Regions from separate parts of the Rattus norvegicus genome. Here region 2 is linked to region 1. Evidence: chromatin contacts called from public Hi-C data. All regions are on one chromosome and are shown on one strand. Each heading gives the region's core, a stretch centred on a gene start, on an enhancer-like site or on the middle of the called end of the contact. The rest is flanking DNA. Distances are from core to core; before and after follow the strand shown. Region 1 has its middle 49 kb from the start of Dsg1. Region 2 holds the start of Dsg2 (desmoglein 2).

What was found. Hi-C and Micro-C count contacts between places; a contact is called where the count stands out from the background.
Region 2: a Hi-C map of the A7r5 cell line shows a contact between it and region 1, with 3 times the contacts expected there. The contact joins the promoter of Dsg2 here to the enhancer-like site in region 1. A contact is called at or near these places in 2 of 12 Hi-C or Micro-C datasets (the A7r5 cell line and kidney).

Annotation. Positions count from the first base shown.
Region 1 is chr18:11,895,275-11,903,001 of GRCr8, forward strand. No RefSeq gene overlaps it. Among named protein-coding and RNA genes, the nearest start is that of Dsg1, 49 kb to the right of the region's middle. Within about 2 kb of position 2,072, at least 5 of the 93 cell types and tissues checked have an H3K27ac peak or open chromatin away from gene starts, as enhancers often do. A contact at or near this core is called in the A7r5 cell line, where this site is marked.
Region 2 is chr18:12,115,809-12,122,923 of GRCr8, forward strand. Dsg2 (desmoglein 2) reads left to right here and starts at 5,479. Exons shown (of 15, transcript NM_001427278.1): 1 at 5,479-5,661. The coding sequence starts at 5,602.

The DNA of each region.
Region 1 (7,727 bases), core at 822-3,321:
TCAAATTCCTCTTAAGGAAGTGTATTCAGAATGTCTGGGACAAGTGAAACAGGTACTTCATGTTGTCCAAACAAACCATCTAAATATCCCTGCACTCACAGCATTCTGAGAACCCAGACTTCAGTTCCTCACTGCCCCCTTTTCTAGGTTGTCCACAGCTGAGCAGCTGTCCCTGAGCTGACGTGTGTGGCCCCACAGCTTATGGGTCCTCACCACATATCCCACAACCAAAGTGCACAGAGCCAAATTCTGGAATTTTTGATGACCTCCAAACTAAATTTTAACACCCAGTTGTCATCATGTATGTAACAAATATGACTTCCATTTCCTGGGAGGACATTATAGCTGCTTGTGACACAGCTTCGGAGACAGGGCACTTCATGCACACACATCTTGGAAGTCAGAAAACCAATCCACAGTTGCTCATGCGTCTCAGCTCAGAGAAAGGCTCCATGATGCAGGCAGCACATACAGCGTTCTGGAATTATATTTTAAAGCTTTTCCCTGCAAGGATTTTTCTTTTCTCCATTGCATCTCATTCATCCCATTTCTTTGCTTCCCTTTTCTAAATATTACCTCCCTCTCTCCTCCCTCTTCCCTCCCTTCTTGCTTCCTTTCCTTCTTTCTATGTATTTAGCTTTCGCCATGTCTGCTCTGTCAGCTTAGCAGATATTGGAGATTCTCCTGGTGTAGTTCCCAAGTCTGGGTGCGAACTATAACTGCTCCGCCATAACTGGATGAGAAGTCACCGAAGCATCAGTAACCCAGACCCCATATCTGGACATCTGTAGCCGACTGTGTGGCACTGAAGTCACAATTCACCCAAATAACTACGCAGACAACAGAACACAGAGACAAGTTCTGTGTGATTGATTTATCCATTAAAAACGGAAATTAACCAAATCACTCATCTAATATCTGATTTTTTTATTTTTCACACTTGAGGCTTATACATTTAAAACTTAAAAAAAAAAGTCCTCCCTTTTATATAAACAAATCACCACAATCACGGAAGCGGATTTTAGACAAGGGTGTGTGGGAAGGAAGCCACCTGCTAGGTTCTAGTCTGCAGGATGACTATGAAGAATGGAAGGCTTAAGGAAAAGACGACGATGTGAAAGACATGGGACACGGTAGCGTAAACAGAAGCAGGCCTGGCTGGTACGGTGTGGGAAAGCCAAAAAGAATGGCAGAACCGGAAGCTCGGGTTTGAGAAACACTGGAAGGACCTACGTAATCAATTATTGCCCCAGAGAAAAACTGAGTGACGTGGGCAAATGGGAGAAAGCAAAGGAGAGAGAATTAGGTTTATAATGTTGAAAACAACCCTAAGGTAAGAGAATGACCTAAAAACTAGAGGGAAAATGTTCGCTGAGGCTATAACCTCGAGAAAGAAGCAGAATGTTTAGCTGGACAGGAGGGTTGGTCTGAGATCATCTGCCAAGTGGGGAAGCCTTAGAGTCCACAGACAGGAAGTCCCAGATTGCTGAGAGGATCCGGGCGCTGACACAAACCAGGTCAAGTAAACAATGAGCCCCAGCAAACGCATTTTACAGTGTGCCTGAAAGGACAACACAAAACTCAATCATCACTGACGCGGAGATGCGTTCATCTCCAAACACCACTTCTTTTAGCTCATCGCAGTCTTGCAGGGTATGATCATCAGTGACCCGTGCCCAGCAGCAAAGGAGTCCCCGGTGCTCAAACGCAGAACTGCGCAGCCGTCCGCGGACAGCACAGAATTGTGTGTTCAGCCACCTGGAAATGTTCAAGCTTGCATTGAAGCTGAGCTTCTGTGTGTCCTGATCCCTCCTTTGAAATAAAAGGAATCCACTCAGTTCTTTTCCAATGGAAAAAGAGAGAGAGGAGAGGCAGAGCTTCCCCAAGCGTGCTTTCCTTATTCGTTGACCAGAGGTTTATCAGGCTGGGATCACCAAAGGTATCACCCCTCCATTACCCAGTCTCAAGCTCCCCATTAGAATGACTCAGCTCTGTGCACTTCCAGGACAAGTGGGGCAAGAGGACAATGGAAACTTAGTTCCCACCATTTGTGGGTAATGGTCTGTTGTCTTAAGCATGTCACCACACTTGACCTGGGTGAGTCAGCCTGTGCTGTCAAAGAAATTCCACTCCCACAGTCAGTCCAGCAGCCAGAGACAGGAAGCATGTGCTTACCACCAGGTTCTCCGGTGACTGCTGGCTACCAAACGTGACTGTGTTCTTCACACTCTAGGAAGCCATGCTTAGAATTACTCTTCAGGAGAGAGAGGAGTCCCACAGGTACTCGTAGGCACAGTCTTGAGCTTATTAGCCCTAAAATATGTTTGCTGGCCCACTCCCTGAGCAGTTCTAAGATGGCCCCAAACATTCTTTATAAAAGCAAATTATGTGAGGTCTGTCCCTAAGTTTGTATGTCCATTCATGTGTGTGCATGTGTACATATGTGTTTGGTGGCTTTGTCTATGTAGGCACACCTGCACATGAATGTGCCTGTAAGTCAACCTCTAGTATTATTTTAATTTATTTTATTTCATTTTTGAGACAAGGTCTCCTCGTTTAGCAAGTAGGCAAGCCCGGCTGGAATCTACCAGCCCTAGGAATCTACCTGTCTCTCCCTCAGCACTGGACAAGAGAGAGAGGGAGAGACAAAGACAGAAAAAACAGAGGGAGAAAGAGACAGACAGAAAGGCAGAGAGAGAGAGAGAGAGAGAGAGAGTTAGCTGATGGTAACTGGTAAGTACACTTGAAGTTTACCTCTGGTCTACACACACACACACATGCACATGCACACTCACACACACGTGCGCACACACACTCACATACAGAGTCACCCTCATACATATGTTTGTCCATACACAAACACACAATTATAACAAAATAAAGCAGGAGAAGACAGTTTTCTGTAGGAAATGAGTTGGTGATGGACTTGGAATGTGGAGCTGGGGCCTCAGAGAAATGGTATACAGAGACGCTTTACAGTAAGGCAGAGTTTTCAAGAAGAAAGGGGGAGAAGAAATGGATGTCAGTGAAGGAATGACACAAGCCCTCAATCTGGGGGAGGAAGTATGCTTTTGAGGTCTGTACAAGTAGAAAAGGCTAGAGAAGGGCCAGACCTAGCTGCTGCTGAGTGATTGTGGGAAGTCGGGGCGTGGTCTTGGGATCACGTGGCCGCTCAGAGAGCCTGGTGGGTAAGAAGTGAACTGAGTCGGAAACAGATAAATAGATGTGCAGAATACATTTCAGGAAAATTTCCAAATGACAAAAACTGTACTTATTATGCCTAAATCCTGAAGTAAAATCTAACTGCAGACTCGGAAGACAAGTTTAACATGCATAGTGAGTATTCAGAGAATTCCCTCCTGATCGTTATCCCTGTCTAATGAGTAGATGTTGGTTGCTGGCTTTCTCTCATTTTCTAGGTGAGAAAAATAGATATGTGATTATTTAAATGGTGTGTGTGTGTGTGTGTGTGTGTGTGTGTGTGTGTGTGTGTGTGTGTGTTTGCAGGAAACAAGAGCAGATGGTCCAGTCAACAATGATTTCCAGCGTGCTCCACAGCTGTAATCAAACTTTTTCACATAGCTTTCTCTTTGTCTACCAGACTTTGGATATGCGGCACACTTTTCCGCCAGACATTAGTTTCTAGTATGATAATGTCATTCAGTGACTTCAAGACATACTTTTACATCGTGGAAAGAGGGCAAATTCTGGAAATAAATTAGTGACGGTAAAACTTTTTTAAAGAAAGAAAATCTAGGAGGTTTTCATTTCCACAATTTGCCACTAAAATGTTTTCGAAATCAAGGAACTCAAAGTCACTACAAGAAACATAGCTTTCAGCCATACACTGTAACCTCATCAGCTTCCAGTATTGGCCAGATGATTATTAGTTGAAACAATAGGCCGAGGCTCTATGGATGCCGGTGGAAACACTTGTCGCTAATCGCACTTGTGAAATAAATAGCAACACCTGGGTTGTTGTTTGAGCTCTCCCTCAAAGCTATGTGTAAAACTATTCCCCACAAAGAGATGCAGAGGGCCTGACCCCTTGATCACAATTCTAAAAACGAATGAATGGCCCATATCTATGTCACATGGCTACATACAGTACCACAACTTGGGAGTACTGGTGTATAAAAGAAAGTCAGTATATACTCCAGTGTTTCCATGGAAATTTTTAACTTAATAAAAATTATGTAAGAAAGCTATATCTTTTGAATTTTTGAATGATTTTATTTTATGTGTATGAGTTCCCCTGTACATGTACCATGTGCATGTTTAATGACTGGATCTCCTGACACTGGAATTACAGATGACTATGAACTCCCATGTGGGTGCTGGTCCACTGAAGAGCAGCTTATATTTATGCTGCTCTTACCTGCTGAGCCATCAGTCCAGCCCTCAAGATTTATTTATTGTAAAATAGGCCATCTTTTCTGGGTATTTATGTGGTGTTTTAGTTCAAATTGAAAACTTAAAAAAAAAAGTCTCTCAAGGAAAAGGCATCCTGAATGAATACCAAACAGGTCCAATATTTCTGAGTTGTGTATTTCTATATTTTTACAAAGCCCAGTTTGTGTGATAAAATATATCTCAACGGTATGGCTGACTGAACCAGGACAACACCAATGGATACACCAAGCAAAGGGGAAACCTCGGGGCTCTCAATTCCAGACAAAGAACTCCAGACAACTAAGGACTGCAGAGAGAAAGAATTAGGTTATTAGAATAAACACTCTAACGGGTTCTCCAATACAATGTGGTCAGTCCTGAAGTCATATTCAAACGAGCAACTCCAAATGGAGTCACCACGCTGAATTTATGTGCGCTTACATAGAGAGAGATAAAGATACATAGAGCAATTATAATCAAAGAAAAAGGAGGCCATCAATTTGACAGGGAGTCAGAGGAAACATGGGTGGGACTGGAGGAAGGAAAGAGAAGTGGAAAAATGTAATTAGATTTTACTTATAATTTAAAAATTTTTACTTAAAATTTTAAGACTTCACTTGAGATTTAAAAGTTGTACATGAAAAATTATAAAAAATAATAGTTAAATATAAAGTAAAAATTTATCAAACTTTTAAAGTAGCTTTTAAAAATTCCACACAGTATTAATCAACTAAACTTCCTGTGAATATCTACATGTTCTGGAGTCCTTGGACATTTAATTGACATAGTTGTGTTCTCTCTTGCTCACTGGCTTTTCCAGTTCCAAGCCTGTGTTTTAAGCATTTTTTCAATCAGGGCAAATTAATAAATCCCCCTATTCATGGACACCTGCTGATTCAGAATGAGTCCTTTCTAATTGTTTTGAGCGCTCATGGGTGTTCACTGTGGCTCTTGGCCAAACATGCAGCCATCAGAGAAAATTGTCCTTCCACACCCTACTGAGCACAGAGTCAAAGAATAATTCTTTCGGTGATCAGCATCACCAAATAGGACTTTTTGCTTAGTGTGTGTTTTTAGATGAAGAGCTGTTTGTTGACTAAAGTCAACACAGTTTTCACCCAGTAAAATATCAGATGCCGTTGTGCTTTTTAGTCTGCACAGATAGCATCTTTACTGGAATTTATGACCCTCATTAGCAAGCTTTAAAATCCCAATTTGTGTTATTTCCTACATGAAGTTCTTTTTTTCCCTCCCGTCTCTGTCTCTTTTATCTCTACCCTTGCAAAATGAATATATATTTTTCTATAGACTCTTACTGTTCTTCATCACAGGTTAGCTCTTTCTTTTGTAGATAAATATTCATACTACAGTTTAGAAAGAATTCTAATGTCATGGCACAAAACTTCTTGCATAGTTTATTGCCATTCTGGACCTAGAACTGGGTATTGTCTTTGGCCTGGAAGATGGCTTGAACTTCCCCGAATGCCTGGAGGAAGCTTCTGTGTGGGAGATCTGTTCGATTTAGAAGAATGGGATAGGTTGGGTCCTCATGACAAGAAAATGGAATGTTTTCACAAGCAAGCCAATACTGTAGAGTAAGATGGGGAGCTTTTCCTACAGCGCCCATATCATAAACACCAGGAAGCCCCATGCTGCTGTTGGTGGTTAGTCAGGATGCCACTCATCTCAGGAGAGATCCCAACAGAGCTAAGTGAGGAACACCCCATCGAAGGTCCATAGTCACTGCTGAGGCTAGAGATTTCGTCATGTGGCTTGTGCAAGAAGGGTGCATTTCCCCCCCTTATTTTATACATATGGGTGTTCTGCCTGCATTCATGTATGTGTACCACATGCATGCAGTACCTAAGATGGCCACAAGAAGTCAGATTCCTTGGGACTGGAGTTACAGATGGTTGTGAGCCACTATGTGGGTGCTGGGAGTTGAACCCAGGTTCTCTGGGAAAGCATCCAGTGCTCTTAAGCACTGACCCATCTCTCCGGCTCCTCTGCCACAGGATTCTGTCTACTTTGTTCAGTACTGAGGACCAAAGGAAGTGCTGGTGTCCTGCCAGTGACCAGCAAGCCAGTGCTTAGAGGCAGAACCTCAACGAACAATCCCAAGAAAACGGCTTTAGGGAATTAACCAGAGGCGGGAGTCTGAAAACATCCCTATCTTCTGCAAGGCTGTAAGAGTGCAAAGGGAATGGCCGTAGGTACTTCCTGTGACGTGGCGGTAAGCTAAAACGTAAGACACAGAGCGAGCTGTTTACATCCCCTTGGAGGATGCACACAATGCTGCTGCCTAAGTGCCTGCTCACACCTACCAGCCAACGTCTAGATCAGAAAAATAAGGAACTCCCGGCCCCCATTTTCGGAGGATCCCCCACCTTTTATGAAAGGTCAGTTAAAAACCTGCCAGCTGTTTGCAGACCTCAGACCTCATCAGGGAAGTTCTGTTGTTCCGTGGAAGGCACTTAATACAGAATGTTACAATTGGTCAAATAGGGAGGATAAGTAAATGTCAGTGGACTGCTGGCCACCAGTGGGATGTCCACATCACATTTATCACACTCTTGTCCCACTAAGACAGCAGCCCTGTGATGGAAGAAGGTCCAGAGAAGACTATAAGAAGTTAAAGAGGACAGGGTTGAGATATTGTCTTCTGCGCAGGACAGGAATGCGCTATTCACATGCTAGCAACAGCTGCGGCTTCCTGCATAAGATCAAGAGAGTCAACACCGCAGCTTGAAGGAGTGAGGGGCTCACGAGCTTCTATCCCTAACTGAGGAGCCCTGGACTGTAGATGGCTGGAAGACGGAATAGTTGTTTTTCCTTAAGGGTGTGGCCCTTGGTAGATTGAACAACCCCTACTGGGTGGCCCACAGTGCACAAAACGTACACCTTGGGTTAAAAGAGAAAGAAGTCTTCCTGGTTGCTGCCGCCTCGGAGAGCTCGTAGGCAGCACCCCGCCAGCAAACTTGAGCCTTGGGACCACAGGTAAGACCAACTTTTCTGCTGCAAGAGACCTGCCTGGTGAACTCAGGACACACAGAGGCAAAATTCCTCTAGGACCGGGCACTTCCTGTGTTTACCGGGAGTCCCAAACCCGTGGACCCCGGCCCTCAGCAGCTCTCTGCTCCCAGACCCCGTGGGAGAGAGACCCCCACCGCCTGGTCATGTGGGCACTCCTGAGGCTGCAGAGCAGAAAAGACCACCAACACTGACTACCCCTGCCCACATCCCTGGCCCAAGAGGAAACTGTATACTGCCTCTGGGTTCCCAAGGAGGAGGGCCCAAGAGCAGCAGGACCGCTGCGTCTGAGACACTGCCAGAAC
Region 2 (7,115 bases), core at 4,229-6,728, 220 kb after region 1:
TGACATTTTTGTTTTCAGCGCCTAGACTCAAGCCTGGGACATACAAGGCACACCCACACCCTAGTATTGTTAGGCTCCCAGAAGCAGCAGTACTGCGTGATCTTAGCTGCACTCCAGACATCTTAACAAAGTCAGCCACGCATCAACTTCTGAACTTGACCGTCAATGAATCAGTATATCAACTCAGATGGCGTTGGAACTATTAAACAATCATATTCATATTTATATACTTTTAAACTGTCTTTAGAGTGGATTAAAATAAGCACTTTCTTTAAGTCCTTGGGTAGATTACTTTTGAGATTCTGAATGTCTCCTGTTTTGTTTTGGCTTCTTGTTTTTGTTCTTTGTTTTTTTGTGCTTGGTGGCTGATTGGTAGCTTTGAGTTTTGTTATACTTGTCTGTGTGCAAGTAAATGAAATAGCCAAGAAATGTCTTTTCTGTCCTCTGGGGGGTTTCTTTCAGGGTTTTTACCAGCCCATTAGTCACCTTTGGTCAGTAGTGGTTTCTGTTTGGTGCTTTCTGTAAACACTGCAGTTGGCTTCCCATGAAACCCTGCACACCCTGTCACTTCCCAGATGGATTCCAGGCTCCTGTCGGCAGCCAAGGTCAGCCTCCTCTCATCACATTCCTGACCACGGCTGGTGCCTTTATCTTTCTAAGAATTCCCATAAACAGTCCCAGGGCAAAATGAAAGCCTAGATTCCCCAAGAGTGGATCAAATCAACCTTCCTAGTACTGAATTCCTATAATGAATAGTTCTGCTTGGCCCCAGAGGGAAGGGGGCTTTTCCAGATTGTTCTTGTTTTTTTCCTGTCCTCCTGAGTATTAGTTACCATTCTCTTTGCTATGAAAAATAGATGACAGAAGCAACTTAGGGGACGGTTTGTTTTGCTCACAGCATAAGAGCATGGTCTATCACGGTGGGGAAGGCCTTGCAGCAGGTATGGAAGTGAGGCAGCTGACCAGACTGCATCCCCAGGTGGGAAGCAAAGAGGTGAAGGGTGGTGTCACTCTCTTTCTCTTTATCGTTCAGTCCAGGACCCCAGTCTGTGGACCCATGCTGCCCACAGGCAGGGTGAGCCTTTCTTCCTCAATACTTCTGGAAACACTCCCATGCACACACAGAGGTGTGTTTCCATGGTGATACCAAGTCCTGCTAAGTGGACTTAGCAGATTAACTGTCACACTCAGTCGGACACAGAGATGCTCTCTGGTGGCCTCTAAGCTTTACAGTGTCATAGCCATCTTTGAAAACATGAGGATGTCAGAGAATTTTGTCCAAAGTGAACTAGGCTCAACCACAGCCCCCCAACCCCAATTTGGAGAGCTTACCCATAAGCTCCAGGAAGCCGATATCCTCCTATTCTTTCCCACTTTGTCCTTACTACTACTACTACTACTACTACTACTACTACTACTACTCACACACACACACACACACACACACACACACACACACAGACCCCTTCCGCACATTTAACTAATATTTACTGAGTTGGCCTATTTAATTTTTTATTAAGTTGGTTATTTTTCATTCTGTGGCTTTCATATTTAGGGGAGGGGCAGAGCCACATGCACATCATAGAGAATGGATCAACATGATTTAACGCTCCCATAACACTCACTGGATGTGAAGGGAAGCCTTCAGCCAGATGCTTTCCGGTATGATTCAGTGGGAGGGAGTGCCAGACGAGGAGGCCACCAACACCTTGCTGGGCTTTCCCAGGCCCTTTCTCTATCCACCTCAAAACAACATGGTCGCATTTGGATCATGGAAACTACTCTGACCCAAGAGTAGACTCTGCACCACCCACACACACGCGTGCCCCACAAATCCCTTTTTCTCTTTTTTTCCTCCTTTTCTATTTCTCCTCTACTTCATGACCAACGTTGACAATTTCCTTAAACCATCTAGGCTCAGGGACTCTGTACCCACAATCATGGGTCCTAGGCAGTGCAGTGACTCACACAGAAGAAGGTGTGGGTAATTGTCCAGTGAGACACTGACTCATTGTGGTAGGCCGTATCGTTCTTCTCAAATATTGGTGTCTTCAATGGCGCTTAGGACCGTGCCCTCCTCCAGGGTGCAGGGACTGTTTACCACTAGTGTGCTGGTTCCTCTGAGTGCTGTCTCAGTGCACACACCCTGCTGGCTTCACCACTCTGTGACTGTACCTCAGAAAGGCTGGTACTTGCCCAGCTAGCCATTGCGAGCCATTCCTTAGCCTATCAGTGTTTTCTTCTCTCTCCCTAACCAGCATTTGGCTGTTGTCCAACAAACTAGAGAATTCAGACACTTCACGATCCAGCTGTCAATGCCTGACGCTCATACCTTGGCCTTCAGTGAACAGGGCATGGCTCCTTCTCTAGAACTGAGGGGAAGGGTAATTCTGTTTAATTTCTCTACCTTCAGGGTGTTGAACTCTGTCCTCAGTTGGCTCCTGGACTCTTCCAGCTTCACCCTACCTCTTCCCTCCCAGCCACACTCAGTTCCACATACCCACTGGATACTTAAATCTCTTAACCATCGGCCGGGATGCTCCACAGCCTGACTCACACCTGCTATCTGTGTTTGGCTGCAGGGTTACTAAGGGAACGCACATACACAAATCACATGCATTTGCGTGTGAATACTCTCTCTCTCTCTCTCTCTCTCTCTCTCTCACACACACACACACACACACACACACACACACAAGAAACACACATCGCAGCCCAGCATTTTCCCACTAGATCTATCAAATATTTCACAGTGAATATTCAAAACATTTTCCTCCATAATACTCACTTTTCACTTATAATTAATTCCTTCTGGTATGTAGGTTTGGTACAACAAGTGTTTATTGATCATCCAGTATGAACCTGAGACTAGGGCTGAGCCCACCATGAATATCAAATGGTCCTCACGTATATGGAACTTACAGTCTTGAGACAGAGCAATGGGTACAGCAGTTGACCGGGATGAAATACCTACAAATCACACTGCTTGCTACTACAGACCACGCATGCGAGTCCTCATGAGTATAACTATAGAGAACATGGAAAGACCTGAAAATGGGAGCTTGAGGATGATACCTCAGATCTGGCTTGGGTGGCCAAGTGACAAGGCCACCATTCACTACAACACACATGTGAGGAATGAGCACACTTGCTCTAGAGGGGTGGAAACAAGTCGGAGACACATCTTTGTCTGTCGGTGAACAGGGGGCAGGGTTCAGTAGAGTGAGATGGACTTTGGGAGTTGGAGTTAAAAATGGTGGTGAAACAGACTCAGGTCCTCTTCAGGAACCACAAGCAATCTTACCACCAAACCGCTTCTCCATCCCAACTCTAATATCTTTGAATACAGTTATTTGAACAAAATGTCTTGAACTAACATTGCTGTAGGCATCTAAAGAAAAACAATGTGGGTATCCTAGTCTTAAGCTGCTTTAGGTGGGGAGCCTGGACCTTAAAATGGTCACCTCTTACCAATGTTTCCACTTACAGCAAAACTACCTTTACTGCTTCACTGGAAAGGACCACATTTGGTTTTATATGCAGATTTATTAAATAAGTTTAACCTCATCCCAGCATGAAAAAATCCGGGGCAAAGGAGGCAGATAGGAATTATCTGATCCTCAGAAAGTCCCTTCACCTGCCCTATGCTCAAAGTTGGCAAAGTGAAAATTAATTATACAAGGATGAAATCTGATGATGTCATGTGGTGGAGGCACTGACTGACACCTTTGCTCAAATCCTGGGACAGACGCCTTCTAGAAGGAATACTGCCTGAAGCTGACAGTCCCCAGAGGCTGCTCAATAATTCAACAGAAATAAAATCTTATTAGCTATTTCTTACGCTGGAAGCTACAATTATCTTCATTACGAAACCGCTCCCGCAGTCTCGATGATGAAGCGTAAAATGGGTGTCTTCAGGACTCAAAGGCGAGAGCACTCTTAGGCGGGGTGTAGAAAAAGCTTCCTGGGAAGGTTTGCAAACACATCTTGGTAAATCCTGCTGTCCTGAATTAGGAGTTCTTCCAGCGTTGTGAGGAGTGAGAATTGCCAATTGGGCTATGCTAGCGCACACGTCTAGTCCAAGGGGAAGGGGTAAAAGCGAAAGACAATCTTCCCTCTGCAGTAGCTGTGGGACTGAGCAGAGTGGGCCCATCCACGGCACAAGCAGCATCTTGAGTCGCTCAGCCTAGTCCCCAACTCCTATACCAACCAGCCACCATATAAGGAACAGAGAAAGATGGCCAGCGACTAAACTGTAAATGAGAGGATATGCTATTGCAGACTCGGGGAGAAAGGGGCTTAGAGATGATGGTGCTGAACTGTAAAAATATGTCAGCTTGAAACTGAGACATGACTCAGTTAGTCCAGCTAAATTTCGTGACAAATTGGTCTGTTTCCTGTAAGCCCTCTTGGCATAGAGCCTTCCACTACCACAACAGCAGCCAGAAATAAGCAGAAATGTTAATAGGATATGAGAATTAAAACTTACAAAGACCACCCTCCCACTAGCTAAAGATTACGGCAAACACCGTTATTTGCTGTGTTCGTTCCAAATGTATGTGTGCAGATAACTAACATGAATATTCACATATGTTGAACATTTGCCTGAGTGTTTTCCATAATACTTTGCTTTTTACATGCAACAGGGACTTTTCCAATCTGTGCGGACACCCACCTTCAGTTTCTGCTCTCCAAGACTTCGTTTAACCAGGCCTGGTAACACACCAGTGATCACAGAACTAGGCAAGGAGGATGAGGCAGGAGGATCTCAAGTGTGAGGACAGCCTGGGTTCACAAGCAAGATTATGTCTAAATAAGAACAACAACAGAGCTCAATTTAACGCTTACTCACTCTTGCAAAAATATTGTTTTAATTTCAACAACTATCACTGAGTCCTTAAGAGCTGGCCACTGCATATGAATTTTCTAATTTTATTCGTACAGTAATCCAATGCTGGGTAGTCACTAATCTCGTTCAACAGATCAAAGACCTGTCTCTTTTGCCCTACTGTGAGTCTTCTACGCTCTCCTCACAGAGCCAGAAAAGTTGCAAACCGGCCGAATAGGGCCACAGAGACCAGGTGAGAGGCCTTTAAAAGAGACACTACTGAAGCCACGCTCACAACAGCAGGCCCCACGCCACGTGGCCCGCGTGTCTCCACGTCGTCCACCTGTGCTTATTCCCATAACCCCCAGCCCTTTATCACCGCAGCCTTGTGATCGTGGGTCGAGTCCTGCTCCTTAGATCCTCTGTCTTGGGGTCTGGACAGTGTCTAGAAAGCTCTGCAAGGGAGGTGATCCCGGAGGAGGAGGGGACACGTCGGGGCGGGGCCAGCCACCCAAGGTCCCCTGCGGGGGACGTCACCGGCCCCAGGTGCGGAGGGCGGGAACTGCCTCGCACCTCCTGGCAGAGCGAGCGCTTTCCCCTCCTCCATCCAGACTGCGGCCCGGCTCCCGGCTACCCTTTCTGACCCGGCCACACCTGGAACCGCACCCCGGGCCGGGCGGAGGCGGAGAAGGGCGGCCCCGGGAGAGACCTGGCCCGGAGGATCGGCGGGACTCTGGCAAGGCCCGGCGGCAAGGGCGCGGCGAAGCGAGGCGATGGCGCGGAGCCCGAGCGGCCGGTGCACCCTACTGCTGCTGTTGCAGCTGCTGGCGGTGGTAAGTGCAGTGACCCCCGCGCCCTAGCCAAGAAGGCACCGCTGTCCCCGCAGTGGGACAGCGCAGGGCCCAACATAGGGCGGGCGAGCAGGGTGGGCGCGCGCTCAATCACTCTCTCCCTGTGACCGTCACACTCAGGTCCCAGTGACCTTTCCTAACTGGGATCTGTGAGTGCGGTGAGCCCCTTGCAAGGAACCCTCTTCCTAGGGGCCCAAGGCTTTGTTTGGAGCCTTCTGAGAAACATGGAGGCAGTGGGAAGCCCCACGCGCACCCTCTTGCAAGTTCGCTAAAGTTCCCGCAGCCTCCAGCTCCTCCAGCTACCGATAGTCAGTGAACCGGGAAACCAGGAAGCACCCGAGTTCCTAGAGTGAATAATGACAACTAAAAATGCCTACTCTAAAAGTATTGTTTACAGAGTTTAAAGTTCTACTCTTAAAAGTACCTTGGTTACCCTCCTGAGCTGATAGTACTTTCCCGGTATTTAAATGAATGTATGTAATAGGTTTTATAATTTAGAAGGAAAGCGAAGTCACTCTCATCAAAGGAATGGCCTATTTGAAAGAAAGGGTTTTCCACACGAGAGGTTCAGACCCAAGGTCTAGATTTCTTTCGTACGTTTGGTTTCTATGCTTTACTTGGATTTTAAGTGGCCGTGTTTGTTTGTTTGTTTGCTTGCTTGCTTGCTAACGAAATTGCATATAATTTAGGAATGAATGCCTGTGACTTACCGAGATTTGCCAACTAGGTTTTGGTAAATTGTGGGATCATATCTCAGAGACTTCACCAATAGGTTCAGAGATATTAGACACAAAATGATACCCTATTTTCTTACATCATGATTGAAATTTAAGAAGTAATTGTATTCACTCTACTGGAAGTTCTTCCTCTAAACATTTAGAGCTGTGGCTGTGGGAGAGGAGAGAAAGACAGACAGACAGAGAGGAGTTACAGTAGGAGAGAGAGGAATGGGATCCTGAGTGGTGTGGTACCGGTGGAGAAAAACAATAGGTTTGTTGTTGCCCTTGTTGTTTTAAGGAAACACAGAAGGAAAATGAGTAAATTCAACAAAAGATTTCCCTGAACTCCCTTTCCACAGTCAGCTTGGTAACAAGGAACTACAGGCCGCTGGTGCAGCCTGTTTCATGCTGTTTGGTTTTGCTCCGCCAATGTTGCTGAGGTCATTTTTCATGAGATATTTCTATGACCTAATCTTGGGCTTTGTTTTCGACCTGAGGATTAACTTCATCCCCTCCTCTTGCTGCTTCCCACCTAAAGCCAATAGCCTTTGGGCTCACCTAGAAGGCTCAGTATGAATTCTTTCCTTGTAAAAAAAGAAACTCCCTTTAATTTCCACATGTATAGCAAACAGAGCGAATTCAGGCTAGGAACGGCGAGTTTAGGCTTTCCGTTTTAGCATTTTACGTCTGCGTTTACTTAATTAGACGGTATGGGCT